3 separate regions of the Mus musculus genome follow, and regions 1 and 2 are each linked to region 3. The links are chromatin contacts, called in public promoter capture Hi-C maps. All regions are on one chromosome and are shown on one strand. The core of a region is the stretch at or near the end of the contact, and the rest is flanking DNA. Distances in the headings are between cores, read along the strand shown. Region 1 has its middle 22 kb from the start of Gm34244. Region 2 has its middle 8.4 kb from the start of Gm34056. Region 3 holds the start of Nek7 (NIMA (never in mitosis gene a)-related expressed kinase 7).

Region 1 (4,712 bases), core at 1,753-4,252, 1.3 Mb before region 3:
TGGTATTCGTGAGGACTCTACAGGGTAGTTCTGGGTGATGAAATCAGATGGTAGATGTGTGAATCACAATGTGTCACTTACTGGCTAGGTGGCTTTGTTTTCTTCCTCTCATCTTCAAATTAAGTAAGGTTGTATGGAGTGTTAGTTGCTGGTCATACATTCAATTCTCAAAACGTGTCAATGCTTAGCACAGTACTGTTACATATCAAAAGCTCCATGTCAGTATTACTTAGCAATCTTGCTTGACTTGTGCAGTTTCACTAGAAAATAACTTAGGATAAGATAGACACATATCTGAGGAGTGTGTGTGCGTGCGCACACACTTGCATGCACACACATTGGTGTGCGTGTGTGTGTGTGTGTGTGTGTGTGTGTGTGTGTGTGTGTATGTGTGTTTAGGTGGTAGACCTCGAGGCCTCAAATCACTAACCATTAAAGCCCACAGCCATTATTCAGTCTATGTGACAAATGAGATCCAGAAAGCTAGCCTAGACTTATTGGCCAGCAACCAGTGATAATCACTACTTCAAGTTCAGTATCTGCTTTATTTTTTATTTTTAGATTGCGTGATAATATCTTAGTATAGTCTTATATGACTTTCATCTGTTCATTCTTTATTAAAATAAATTACCAGATACCTAGTTTGTACTGGTCACTAATGTTGGTTCTGAGGAATTTCGGAGCAAATCAGACTGGGTTGTATTCTAAACATGTTGGGAGACTACTCGGCTTGGGGTGAGGTTTAATCTGAATGCAACTCGAGAAGAAATCACCTGGTGCTGGAGAGATGACTTTGTGGTTAAGAGCATTTAACTGACTGCCCCTCCAGAGGAACCAGGTTCAATTCTCAGCACCCACATGGTAGTTTACAACTGTCTACAACTCTAGGTCCAGGGGATCCAATACCCCCACATAGACATACATGCAGGTAAAATACCAGCGTACATAAAATAAAAGTAAATCCATTATGAAAAAGAAGAATCACCCTGACTGCTCTTTGGAGAGTTTCTTCAAAGGAGACAAACGAGAGTCAGGGCAAGTGGACAGGAGCCCAGTGAAAAGTGACACTGACAGCAGGAAAAGAGCTAAGTGACAGGATTTGCAACACACCTGTGTGCTAAACTTCCAAACAATGCCCACAGTGAGCAAGGACTGCCAGTCTCCATCGCAGCCTCTCACCCTTGCACTTACTGCCGCTCTTCCTTGCCGAACCCATTAACAGGTTAGGGTGGATGGAGAACCGACTTCTGCCTGGGCCTCTTGTAAGTGGTTTATGCATCTGTAAAATGAGTGACTATGTCCCCAAATCTGCATTCATTTGCCCCTTCATCCCAGCCTAATATTCTTTTCCTGATGCTGAATTAGCAGTGAGTGAGAACCCCTTGGAACAAACGGTTCCACAATGGATCTCTGGCAGAAGTTTAAGATGACAACGAAACAAGAAAATAAGATTAGTGAAGGTAAGTCTTCCATTCTTGTTTAGTTCTTTAGTGCCAGTTTCCAGGACCAGAAGGGCCTCCTGTCTGTTTGTTTTGTCTCTGACTCTGTCTGTTTCTGTCTCTCTGTCTGTCTCTCTGTCCATCTTTTTCTGTCTCTCTCATCTGTCTGCCTGTCTGTCTGTCTATCTCTGTCTTTCCCTCCATTCTCTCATTTCAAGCAGAAAGCCAGCAGAGGGCACTGGTAACCCTGAACATGCAAGATATCTGGTGGAAAGTTCCCTGCAGAAGGGCAGCCCAGTGTTAAGACAGAGGGGGGCGGGGGTAGGGGAGGCTAGAGAAGTATAGGCTTCGTACTTTCATGTCCGTATTTTGTAAGTCTATTAAAAATTGGGAGAACCTTCTCTATCTCTCCTTTAAAATGCTTGAGAGTGGCTTCCCCAAAATATGATAGAATAGCATTGAAATACTTCAAGCAGAGTGAAGATGATTAACACTATATTATTCTGCAATTTTTAAATCATTTTATTTGACTCAAAATGTTTGCACTCATGTGGGTAGGATTCAGTTAGAAAATTGAAGTATGCTTTGCCCATTGAGAAATGGTGTATGCGTGTGTTTCCAAGTTTTAAAACCTATTCCAAAGCAGTTATATCCATCAGGAGTGTATAAAATACCTGCAAGTGGCAAGTATAATTACTTGTGCCTGTTGTTAAAAATTGAAGTTGATGTAGTTTTTAAGTTGGAATTTCTACCAATGTGTAACCACCACTTATGTGTGTATGTATATGTGACTACTATATTTATATGTGAGTCATGTAAAATATATCACACACATATTTATATTTTTCCAGAATCTGTCTTTGTGATGCTGCAGAAACTTTCCTAGTGGTTAGTGCTGCTGTGCAGTGGTCTCTTACCTAGATGGACCTATTTTTCCACGGCACCCAAACCTGCATGGCGCTGAGCTAGTTCCTTTAGAATGACTGCCCAATGCTCAGGTATGCCAAAGCTTTCAGGACTTCGCTTGTTAATGCCACAAAAAAGAAAAAAAAATTCATGCACACATGCTTGGAAGCTCTTGTCTGAAAGACCATGGATGTCTTTACTTCCAATTAGACAGTCACTAGGCAGCAAATACAGCATATGACTTATATTGAAGGGCTATGGGCTGCCTGTATCAACTGCTAGAACAGCTAACCTCAGCAACAGTCATCAAAGCTTTAATATAAGAAAACTATATGTGCAAAGACACGTGCGAAGCTCACTTTGAATGTGTTACAGACTCCAGTACTCAGGACAGTTGGCACAGATGGCCAGCCTGACATCAGACTGCTCCTTTTTTTTTTTTTTTTTTTTAAACCGTGACCAGTTCTGGAGAGTGCTGGACTAGAGACTCTGTCATTTCTGACAACAGGAGAACCAGAGACCCAGTGACATTCAAGTTTTGGCATTTTCCAATTTCTTTTTGGATGATTTAACGACCAAAACTGCTGCAACCTACACATTTTGCTTGTCTTCCTTCCTCCACGATGGAGCTAGGATAGGATATGGCTGTTCGTGGCTTTCTGCCTCTGGATGGCAGTAACTCCTGCTTGAATGTTCATGACCCTTAACTGTAATGTCTTAAAGTAAGGACTTCCCATCCTTTGTTAGTTTTCTGTCCAAAGAAAACACGAAATTTGCTTGGTCTGAAACACACACACACACACACACACTCCAAACAAGGAGTCTGTTTAATGTTAAAAAACCGATACCACCAATCCCAGGCTAGAAAGAAAATGAGGACTCAGGGAGCTAACCTAAAAAAACAAAAAAACTGAAAACCTGGCATTTGGATATTTCCATATGTTTATATGTGATTCATTTTCCTTCTTACATAAATTAACAAATGCTGCCGAGCCAAGCGTATTTTTTTTCCCTCAAGACAACGAGGCTCTGCAAAGCTCTAGGAATATATCCAGGCTTTGGGAATAAGCATGTCTACCACTAAAATTATGTGCTCTGATTAATATAGTCCATCTGGATTTTCTGACTGAGGCTTTTCATAGACACAAAGAATTAAAGAGCTTAAACATTAAATACAGAGCAGTGCACACATGGTAAATGTGGTTCTCTAACCTCCCCATGCTGTGGCTACTGCAGTACCGTGAACCGACATCTGGATAGGGCTGTGGGCTGTAATTTATTGTCCTGTAATATTTTCCCGGTCCTCCTCTTGCATGTTCTTTTAAACCTGCTGTTTCTTTTCTTTGGTTCTCTGTCCTAGCCTCACATGCTCCTGTAATGTTTACCTCCTACAGTGAACTAGGACTGAAAGCTCTTCCAACCTCCATTGCCAGCTCTGGGCCTTTGCACAGACGTGTTAGAGAGGGGTTTGTGGGAATCCCTAGCTCCAGCTTGTGGAACCTTTAGACAGGCATGGCTTTCTTATTGGGAAAAGAGGATGGGTTAGTGTGAGAAAAAGAAATCTACTCTTGAGTATTCTTTTTTTTATTTTATGTTTTAAAGTTCTTTTGAGTACTTACTAAAAAGTAATAGATTATGACCCAAACCTACCACCCGAACTTCAGTCCTGGAAATCTCACTCAGTCTTGGTATCTAACTGAGGTGGTGTAAGCTCTTAACGGCTTCATAGTGACCACTCTTGAGTCTTTGGTGATTTGGAGGGTTTACTGCATACTCATGCATTTCATTCTTTCCTAATCTGAAAAGGGAATGTGAATCCTATGGCTTCTAAATGATAGATTAAAAATATACATATTTTTCCTGCAATGATTTTTTTTTGATGCCACATGAAATGGTTTCTGTAAGTATGAGCGAGTATGATTATTGGGTTTCTTGGGACAATAGTAGAGAATCTACAGAAATACCTGGGGCACAATAAAGCCCCAAATGTATAGTCTACATAGCAAAACCAAGGGGAAGACAGAAAGTCATTGACTCCAATAGTGATAAAAGCAAAGAGGGATTCTGGGATACAATCCTTCAAATCTAGGGTCAGGTCACCAAAAATCAGTCTAAGAATTTAGCTAGCTCAAAACACAGACGAGAAGTCAAGAGAAGCATGTTCCTAAGGCATGCTTCTTTTGTGTTTCTCTTAGGTGGCAGGTTTCAATCTCTGTGCATTTGAAATAATGCTCTAACCTGCTTAGAGACAGAGGGCTTCTCATCATTAACCCAAACGAAGCTCCGAGTCCAGGGAGCTACTGTTTCTGGCTTTATCTGACTTGGGTTATTTCCAACCACACAGTAACAGCCTTAACTTTAACATAG
Region 2 (4,598 bases), core at 18-2,517, 1.9 Mb before region 3:
AGCCTGAACGGTCCCAGAAAACAAAACAAGACGAAATAAACAAACAGAACACCAGTAACAATCAAGCTCCTTGTGTGCCTGGTCCTAGTTTCGTTTTCTGCTGTCCCTACTTCTCAGAGCCCATGTGAAGGGTTATATTATAAATCCTTGTAAAGATGTTATAGCTGGGCAGTGGTGGCACACACCTTTAATCCCAGCACTTGGGGGGCAGAGGCAGGTGGATCTCTGAGTTCGAGGCCAGCCTGGTCTACAAAGTGAGTTCCAGGACAGTCAGGACTATACAGAGAAACCCTGTTTCAAAAAAGCAAATAACAACAACAAAAAGATATTATAGTTATTTAAATGCACTTATAGTCAATACGTTGTTAAATAAGTTTGAATGTGTGTGTGTGTGTCCCCTCTCTTCTGAGACTGGACTTCAAGTCGTCCAGCTGGCCTTGAAATTCTGAACCTCCTGTGTCTATTTCCCAAGGGCTGGATTACAGGCATGCACTACCACACCTGGCTCTTTTAACATTGTTAAGATTTATCGCGTGTCTCTATGTGTATGTGCATATGTGCACATGCACTGCTGTTATTTGGTTCATAGTATAATCTATGTTATTTATTAGTCCATGCATCAGCAGATATGTGATTACTTGCATTTCACTACTGAGAGCAAAGCTTGTGTTAGTTTTACATGTGTGGATTTGCACAGTAATTTACATGGCTATTTAGGTGCAGAATTGCTCATCCTGAATATGCACGATTTAACTTTTAAGAGTTATTCATTCGTTTGTTTGCCGTTGAGTATAGGTCTCCCTGTGTCCTGAAACTCCCTCTGTAGACCAGGCTGGCCTCAGACTCCCAGAGAACCTGTGTCTACTTCTGAGCGCTGGGAATGAAGGTGAGCCCCTGCCATACCTGGCTGTCAATCCTTGCTCTCTAGTGTTTGAAACCAGTTCTCCGAAGAGTGCAGCTCTTTGGCAGACATTAGCTTTGCCAGTTCCCTAGTAGCAAATGATTTCTCTTGGGCTGTTTTTGTCTTGTTCCCTCTGATTCTGTTTGGTTACTGGGCCAATACTTTCTAGGTCCGGAACTGCTCGGTGCTGTCCTGGCTACACAGCCAGGACCAGCACGCCCCACTTTCTCCCTGGTCTACACTGTGCCAGCCCCTTTGTAAGCCTTCCTTTTCACCTCATCTCTCCACGGCCAGCCGGACCAGAAGGAGCAACCCGCTATTTCCCTAAACCCAGCTCTAACTTTTTGCCTCAGCAACTTGATCTGTGTTTCTGCATCCCTTTATTGATTCAATAAATATTTATTGAGCCCTGAACTTCCGGCCAGGTGCTGGGAGTGTAAGGGCAAACAGGAAAGACAATATCTCCCTGTTTGTGGGGTTTACAGATTTTACCTGCACGTGGAGATGGGTAGGAAAGACACCTATCCAAAAAAAAAAAAAAAAGACAGCTTTGCATAGTTCTAAGTATTACAAAGTAAACTGTCATATCGATGTGAGCTAGTGGGTAGGTTAGTAGTGGCAGAGGGTGTGAACAAGTTCAGGTGGGAACAGAAAGACTGGGCTCAAGGAAGGCCTTGCAGGGATTATATCTGTCCAGAGAGCTGCGGTGAGAAACTCATTCACACCACAAGTGTTTCTGAGCCCGAGCAAGTGCAGATGCCTCCCTCGGAATGGCCTCAGTGTGCTGGAGAACAGAGCGGCCCTTGTGGCTGGGTGGTCAGCAGGGAGAGAGGTGCAGGCGCGGAGACCAGAGGCGAACTCAGCCATACGGCTAGGCTTGCTGCTGCTGTTCCCTTGTGCAGCACATTGGTCCTGTGAGGCAGGCGCTCTTCGCAGTCACGTGGGAGAGGCGCCTGCGTCGATCGGAAGCACTTAGCATAGCACTTTGGGATCTTGGCCTTTCTAGGAGCCAGCTTGCTTTCATCTTACTGTTTTGATTGTGCCTCACAAGGGACAACACTCCGATTGTCTAGGAGGAGGAAGGTCAGGGACAGAAAAGTAAAAGCCAGGAGCAGCCTGTCCTGTCTGCCTGGGCTGCTGGGGAATGATTGTCAGTGAATCGAGTTGTCTGTGGAGCCCCTGAGCAAATTCTCCCAGTGGCAGGTAAGACAAACTGACTTAGAACTGTAAGACCAGCGAGGGCTTTTTCCCTTTCAGCCCAGTTTGTGGGCTGTCACCTGACATGTCCCCCATCTTATGGAGATATTCAATGTTCTGCTCACTCGGAGTTTTCAGGTTGCTCCTTTAATGCTGGCATCTGTCAAACCCAGAGTCTCACTCTTAACAAGGAAGTACTGTACCCCTGAGCTGTCCAGCCCTGAGTCTTCGCGGTTTGTGAAGCCGTGCTATGTTATCTACAATGGAGACTTTACTCCAGATAGACCAGCTCCCGAAGGTGTTGCTGCTTGCTAGAGGCTGAGGCACTGTGGGGTGATTTCTTCTCCCCATGATAGCTTTTGAGTGGTGTATTTGCAGATCAAAACAAACAAAACCAAACCAGAACCGTGTCATCCATGACATCCTTTGTCCCCAGTCACTGACTGACTCCATTTTGCTTAAGTCTCTATGAAGCATCCACCCTGGAAGTAATATTACAACACTGCTAATATGTCCGGGCAATATTCCTGGGTGGACTTGTTTGGTCTACATATTTTTCATAAACAAGACAGTCTATGAGCTCAGGTTCTATCTGTGCCTGGCCTGCCTGGGCCAAAGGCTCTTTCTCCAGCTTTACTAACTGTTTAGCAAGTAGCTCAGCAGCTATAGTTTGGCTATGGTATTTCTAAGGTCGGGATAATGATAATACCTGCCTCATTGGGTGCTGAGGATTAAATAGGATACACACTTAAAAGGCTCACCTGAGCCTTGCACTTACAGAGCCCTCGGTTAAAGGTCTCGTAATTTCAGGTGTCGGGCTCAAATGTTGCCTGACTCCTAAGAGCTGGTGTGGGGTAAGATACCCCTGGGTATTCAGCGTCTCTCCTTCTCCCATGGGTGTTTTCCAGCGCTCAGTCTGTGGGACTTATTGACTAGTTCTTTCCCCCATGACAACGTGAACTCTCCGTGGATGGTCTTTTTATTCCGGTTTCAGGCCCCAAGGTTGCGCCTGGCATGCAATTGGCTTTGTTGAATGCCTCTCCGCTCCCAGCAACCTTGAGCTAGAGCATTCATTCTGGACAAAGCAATCACCCCTCCGCTTCTTCCCCTGGTTGTGCCCCATGGATTGGCGTTCCCTGTAATTCCATCTCCTGGGCTTCAGATGCCACCCTAAGCACAACTCTAGGGGGTGGGGGAAAACGGTAGTTCCTCCTCCTGTGCCCCAAGACGGACTGGTGAAGTGGGCCCTCGCCCAGTCTTCACCTACCCACTTAGAAACCTGAGAGCTAGCCTGTGGTCTCTGCCTACCACCATGTTGTCAGACTGCCTGATCCTGTTCAAGAATTTTGTACCCAGGAGCCTGGCCTCACTTTGTTTACACAGTGGCCCAGAGGGCAGATTCCTTCCATATAAAATAAACAAGGTGAAGTTTTAAAGAAGTTAGGGACTTGCCCAACAGCCCAGCAACCCACCTGCCTCCAAAGCTCCCAGAAGCAGGCCTCAGTTTGGTGTTAGTCTGGGATCTGTCCATCCTCTGCCCTGGGGTAGCGTTATCTTTCTAAATCCACATCCAGTCCTGAGGCCCTTCTGCATGAAGGCAGGGCAGCCTTGCTTGGTTCCTTTTAAGCCCTGTGTAGTATGCTGTATGCAGTTAGGTCTCCTCCTGGTCCCTACCTCCATCCACTGGTCCACATCCCCAGCAGCACATAAGCCCTTGCAGTCTTTTGTTAGAAGACTCTTCACACACTACCACAGACCCAGAATGCCCTGCTCTCCGCTTAGTGGAATCTTTTTGGTCCTTCCACGCTCTGCTTTATGAGCCACATCCTCTGTGGCGGCCTTCAAAGAGTGCCCGCCTTAGACTGCCACTCCCACTGGGGTTCCTCTGAGCTCTAATTCAAGTGAAAAGTTTCTGAGTCTGAAGCGGAGATGTGAAGATCTAGCCAGTAGATGATGGGATATCTATCGGATTAAGCAAATTCTAGAAGATGCCCCTTGCCCCTCCCCCACTGTACTGTGAAGCTCAGGGCAAGACTTTCTAAAAGTCTTCTGCCTACACCTGACATGCTGTCCAGTGTGCACAGTTATATGTTGACTGTATGAAGATGGTGAAGGCTTTTCTGTAGTTGGTAAGGGTTTTTTAATTTAATTTAATTTATTGTTATTAATTTTTTATTGAGGCAAGTTCTTATGTATCCCAGGTTGGACTTGAACTGGCACTGTTGCTGGGGATGATCGTGATGATGGTCCTTCTGTCTCTGTCTCCCAAGTGCTGGGATTACAGGTATATGCCAACACACCTGGTTTATTTAGTGCGGAGAATTTAACCCAGGGCCTCCTGGATGCTAGTTTAAGTCCTGCCTCCCCCTGCCTCAAATGGCTTTTCTCAAAAGACCGCCCAGAGTCAGCAGGTGAGCACCAGGCTTCCTCTTTCTGTTTTCCCTCCTGGACGCTTCTCTCAGCCTCTGGATCCTTATCTCCGATGGGGATAATAGTGGCT
Region 3 (4,844 bases), core at 159-2,658:
GCCAGCCGAAGCAGAAGATGCAACGGTTTGGGATGTAAAGCAAATTATGGTCCGGGTCTCTCGGAGTGGTGGCAGATAGCTGTGAAGATGAAATAACTGCTTAGGTTGCATGTTAGTTCAATAAAGTGCACTGGCCATCACGAAATACTGCAGCCATGAATACTAGTGAGAAATGCTACAAAGCACTGCAGGCTTTATCTTTTATTCATCATTTTCAGAGTTTGTCCGGTTGTCCCAAACTATAAATTTTTGAGTATGAGTACTAAACCTTTCTTGGATCACATCAACATCCCATCGTCTAGAAGAGAACAGATTTATAATAAGCTTATTCGGAACATTATTCTGTAAAGCAACTCTATCAAAGCACACCGTCATGAACGTCAGTTCCTCCCGGGAACTGCAGATTCCTTGGAGGAGAAACTAAAGAGTGGTCCTAATAATGCTCTATAAACTGCGGGCATTGAATCCAATTACAACCTTTAAAGTTAGTAATCTCAAAAAGAAAAAAAAGTCCTTTACATCTCTAGATTGTTTTTGCTATATTCAGTTCCATCACCAGAATTGTAAAGGGCACAAAACATATCTTACTTTAAAGTAAATATATTCTTAGTGTTTAGCGCGGGCAAAGACTTAGGCTATTCGAGTATAGTATGTGAGTCAATAAATGTATCTCTTGTGGGTCTTCCAAGGCCTCTAGCACCAGGCGGAGGCTATCGACATTGCTTAGCAGCATCTTCCACGGCCTAACTTCACCTTCGCCCCACTGGGACTCAGCTCATACTTTGCTGCATCCCAGCCCTGGATCGGTTTCAATCGGACCTCGACCTGACTACCCCACCACTCACGCTCGACTGACTCCCCGGTCCGTGAACTTCACTTTTCTAAACTGGGCTGCAGCCGAATCGGTTGAGCCAATCCTCGAGCTGTAAATAGCCAAGGTGACCAATGAGCTCAGCCCGGAGGCGGGTCTTCGCTGGAGTTCCTCCTGTCGGAGCCCGGAGACCTGTTGCCGCCACCACCACCGTCGTGGAGCTTCCTGGGGTCGAAGCGCCCGGACTCTGAGCTCCTGCAGCCAGCGGCCTGCACCACGCTCCGCCAGTTGCAGGCGTCCCGGGCGGTCCTCGGAGGCACGAGAGCCCGAGGCCCCACGCGGCCCGCCCGCTCCCCGCACCGGCCCCACCCGGCCGGGCCGTACATACTCACCGGGGCGCCGGGGCAGCTCGGTCTACGCGGGCTGCAGGGCTGCGGGATCCGGGGCCGATCGCCTCTCCCCGCGCCACTGCAGGCGCCGGCTCCCACCCTGCTCGGCCCGCGCTTCCCACTGCGAGGTTAGCGGCGGCCCATCCTCCCGGCTCCGCTCCTCCTCCGGCGGCCGCGGCTGTCAGGAGGGTAAACATCCCGGCATCCCCGAGGAGAGGGCGGGCCGCCGCAGGCCCCTCCCCGCGCCCGCACCCTGCTCCGGAGCCCACGCTACCACTTTCCCGAGAACTGGGGTGTGCCTCGCTTACGGCGGTCGACCCCTGCCTCCAGATCGGAGTTTTTTGATCCCACTTACCAAGTAGTTTAAGCTGCCTCTACATGGTGTCAGTGCAGGCAAACGAGAGTTTTCCCGGAGTCTGGCTAAGCAAATCTAGACTTTAGCGTCCCAGTTTTAAGAAAGCTTTTCAGGACCCTTCCGAAAGTTGAACTAGTTGGTAGGTATGCAGAATCTTTGGGATACAGGCACACTCACAAAGTGGCATTACAAAAATATTACATTAGATAAATTCGTTTACACGTCACATATTTGCAATATGGGTCTCTCCCTAGTACATGGAGCTTTTCAAAAGCAAAGCTTTGATTCCTACTGTTCCACTAACCAGATTTGAACGAATGGAGCGAACAGCTAGGAGGCAGTGTAGAGTCTGTCATACCTAGATGCTAATCATTCAGTGGCCAGTCGCTTAACTTATCGTGGTCTTTCTTGGAAGTCAGCCTTAACGCCTCTCCTTAGAAACAGACGATGACATACAACAGCGTGCTTGAGCACAGATCTTAACCATTTGATATCAGTAGGCCTTTTTCTGGTTTCGTTCCCCTGCCAAGGGAATAGAGCCAAAAAACAACAACAAGAAAAAGCGGTATTATAGCTCAAATGGATTAAAACAATAGAAGCAAGATTTAGAAAGTTTGGGCCAGCAAGATGACTCAGGAGTTTGATTCCCAGGACCCACAAATTGTTTTCTGACATCCGTACTGCAATGTGACACACACACGAATGCAAGTATGTGAAATATAATTAGAAAAGAATGCAAACGTTAATTTTAGTAAGAAAATTAAATTTCAAGAGGTGACGTTGGGGCAAGTGCTTAATCGGTACAGATTTGCCAGGTGGAGTTCTACAATCAGCTACGTGCAAGAGCCCTGCTCTCATAAAACTTAGCTTCAGTGAGGAAGTCCAAATTACCTAATGTCTTTTATATCTATTTCATAGAGAAACAAAGCTCGGGGTGTGAGTGCTCCTTTAAACATGTTTATCAGGGAAAGTCACTTGGAATTTGAGCAGAGACCTGAAGATGTGAGAAAAGGAGCCATGTGACTGTCAGGAAGTAGACTGTTTTACCCAGGAAATGCAAGGTTACCCTGTCAGGCATGGGTTCGCCATGTTGGAGAAACAGCCAGTAAGCCTATGCAGGTAGGATCCAACTTAGTGAGCAAGGGAGAGAGGCTGGTGGAGTAAGAAAGGGTGAACTATCAGATGTGGAACTTCGAACTCTTAATTTTTATTCTGAATGAAATGGAAATTCATTGCAGGTGTAAGTTGAGAGACAACAGAGCTGTGAAGAATAAAGTGGAGGGTGAAGAAACTGGAAGTTTAAAAGGAAACATAATGGTATCTGTAACACATTCTGATCAGGCTTAGACCAGAATGCTAGCAAAACCAGACAGACCCCAGATACATTTCCATGATAGAGCCAACAAGGTTTTCTGCTGCATTGAATGTGCTATATGAGAGGAAGCTAGGATGAAGCCAATAAGTTGGCATTTGGCCTATATCATAGGTCACATCACACCAAATCAGCCACAGTGGTACTCCATGCATAGGCATAACTTTAGGAAAAACTAAAAGACCCGAGGTACCAGACGATGGATCAGAGCTTGTTCTTATTCGCTTTGCTATTACCAGTTTAGAAAATGTAGATTGATAGGTACCCCGATTTAAGCACACTGCCAATTTATCTACACGCTGAATAGTCTGTACAAGCTATACTTACAAGCAAACACTGCTAAGCAAACACTATACTTACCGAACACTGAGTGAGGGTCAAATTGGGCAAAAGTCAGCTCATACATGCTTAGTGGCTGCAAAGCCTTTATCTAGAAAGAATGCTTTTGGTGTTATATGATGTCCAAAGTATTAAACTTACGTAATAATGTGTCCTATTTTTTTCTACTTGTAAAGGCTTCATGGCTACAGATAAATAGTATACAGTGTTGCAAAGACTGGGAAGAGGGTCAAAACAGAAGACACTATATATACTTTTTCTTTCTAAATTTATATCCCCTTCTTTGTGGGCAGGCAAGGTTATTCCCAGGCGCCAGCAGCCAGCCTCCTGGCCTAGAGCAAATGCTAATGGAAAAACAGAGAAGCCTGCCCAAGAAGGCTCCTCCGGCTCAGGACACTTAGAGCAGAAGCGCCTTTAACTCCTCTTCTATCCATCTCTCCTCTGAGCGTTCTCCCCAAATGCTGCTTTAGCTTCATGCTCTGCATTCATTATAATCCTTTGTATGAATAACTCAGTATTTATACATAATTACCATGTGGCACATATACTACATATCAGATTAACTTGGTTATAAACAGTATCTGGATATCATACTTAAAAACTCTCAGTTCATAACCAAATCTTCAAGGTTTCTTTTTTCTTTTTTATATATCTGTTGGCCCCACACAAGAAAAAAAATTATCAGCAGTATTTATTCTCAAAACCATCTCTCCATAAACTAACCTGAAACAGATGTTGCATACCAGTGCTGGCATAAATATAATTTCTCCATAAGGAAAGAAACTTACGAGGGGAAAAAATGTTTCCCTGAAGAAGAATGATGAAGTAATATTAAAAATAATTCTCCTTTGAGAGAGAACCTGGCCAGTGGGGTAGACCAGAAAGGTCTGGTCTTCTTGATTCAAACATAGTGCTAGTAACAGCTGTACTTAAAAAGCTACTAGCGAGACTGGCAGCCACTAAGCTTGGCAGCTAAATGGTGATGAGGCTTAGTCAAGCTGTTGAAATGTCTGGACTAAACTGGGCCAAGAGGAGGAAGTCAGAGTACAGACTGCAGACAGCCCAAGGGAGATCACTTTTCTCTGGCCTTGGCTTGTCAGCCCTGTACAGTGTCAGAGAGCAAATACGATGCTTTGAAAGCACCATGAAAAATATTAGCAAGTTTCTTTTCCACATCCAATGACTCCTTGCTATCGTTTGTGGGTTATTAGCAGATGAGCTCCTGTTAAAAACAGCTAAATCCTTCTTAATTTTATCCTCACGTCAAATCCCTAGAATTCAAAATTGCAGAGACACAATGCTACTGTGTCCCAATTGTTGACTTATGACAGCTTGGGGATATAGTTCATGGTTAAAATTAGTGGTATTCTGACCATGGCTTTTCCACAGCTATTTTTGTAGTAGTTGTGAAACTGAAGAGATGTTTTGAGATGTATCTTAAGTAGAAGACACTGAGATACACTTGTGCAAAACAGGAAGCAATCGGTCCAAACAGCTGCTTGGATTTAGATCACAATTTCTTTGCTCATCAGAATTCAACTGAATTTCTTTCTTTGCTCTGACAAATGTCAAAGGACC

Evidence for each region. Promoter capture Hi-C pulls out the DNA fragments that hold promoters and counts their contacts.
Region 1: a contact with region 3 is called in a promoter capture Hi-C map of pre-B cells, with 2.8 times the contacts expected there. The contact joins the enhancer-like site here to the promoter of Nek7 in region 3. A contact is called at or near these places in 4 of 39 promoter capture datasets (the C10 cell line, hippocampal neurons, liver and 1 more) and 1 of 115 datasets of contacts at active chromatin or transcription factors (astrocytes).
Region 2: a contact with region 3 is called in a promoter capture Hi-C map of liver, with 2.8 times the contacts expected there. The contact joins the enhancer-like site here to the promoter of Nek7 in region 3.

The regions. Positions count from the first base shown.
Region 1 is chr1:137,329,134-137,333,845 of GRCm38.p6, forward strand. No RefSeq gene overlaps it. Among named protein-coding and RNA genes, the nearest start is that of Gm34244, 22 kb to the right of the region's middle. Within about 2 kb of position 3,003, at least 51 of the 459 cell types and tissues checked have an H3K27ac peak or open chromatin away from gene starts, as enhancers often do. A contact at or near this core is called in pre-B cells, where this site is marked.
Region 2 is chr1:136,668,829-136,673,426 of GRCm38.p6, forward strand. It overlaps Gm41958. Among named protein-coding and RNA genes, the nearest start is that of Gm34056, 8.4 kb to the left of the region's middle. Within about 2 kb of position 1,268, at least 69 of the 459 cell types and tissues checked have an H3K27ac peak or open chromatin away from gene starts, as enhancers often do. A contact at or near this core is called in liver, where this site is marked.
Region 3 is chr1:138,618,349-138,623,192 of GRCm38.p6, forward strand. Nek7 (NIMA (never in mitosis gene a)-related expressed kinase 7) reads right to left here and starts at 1,409. Exons shown (of 10, transcript NM_021605.4): 1 at 1,204-1,409.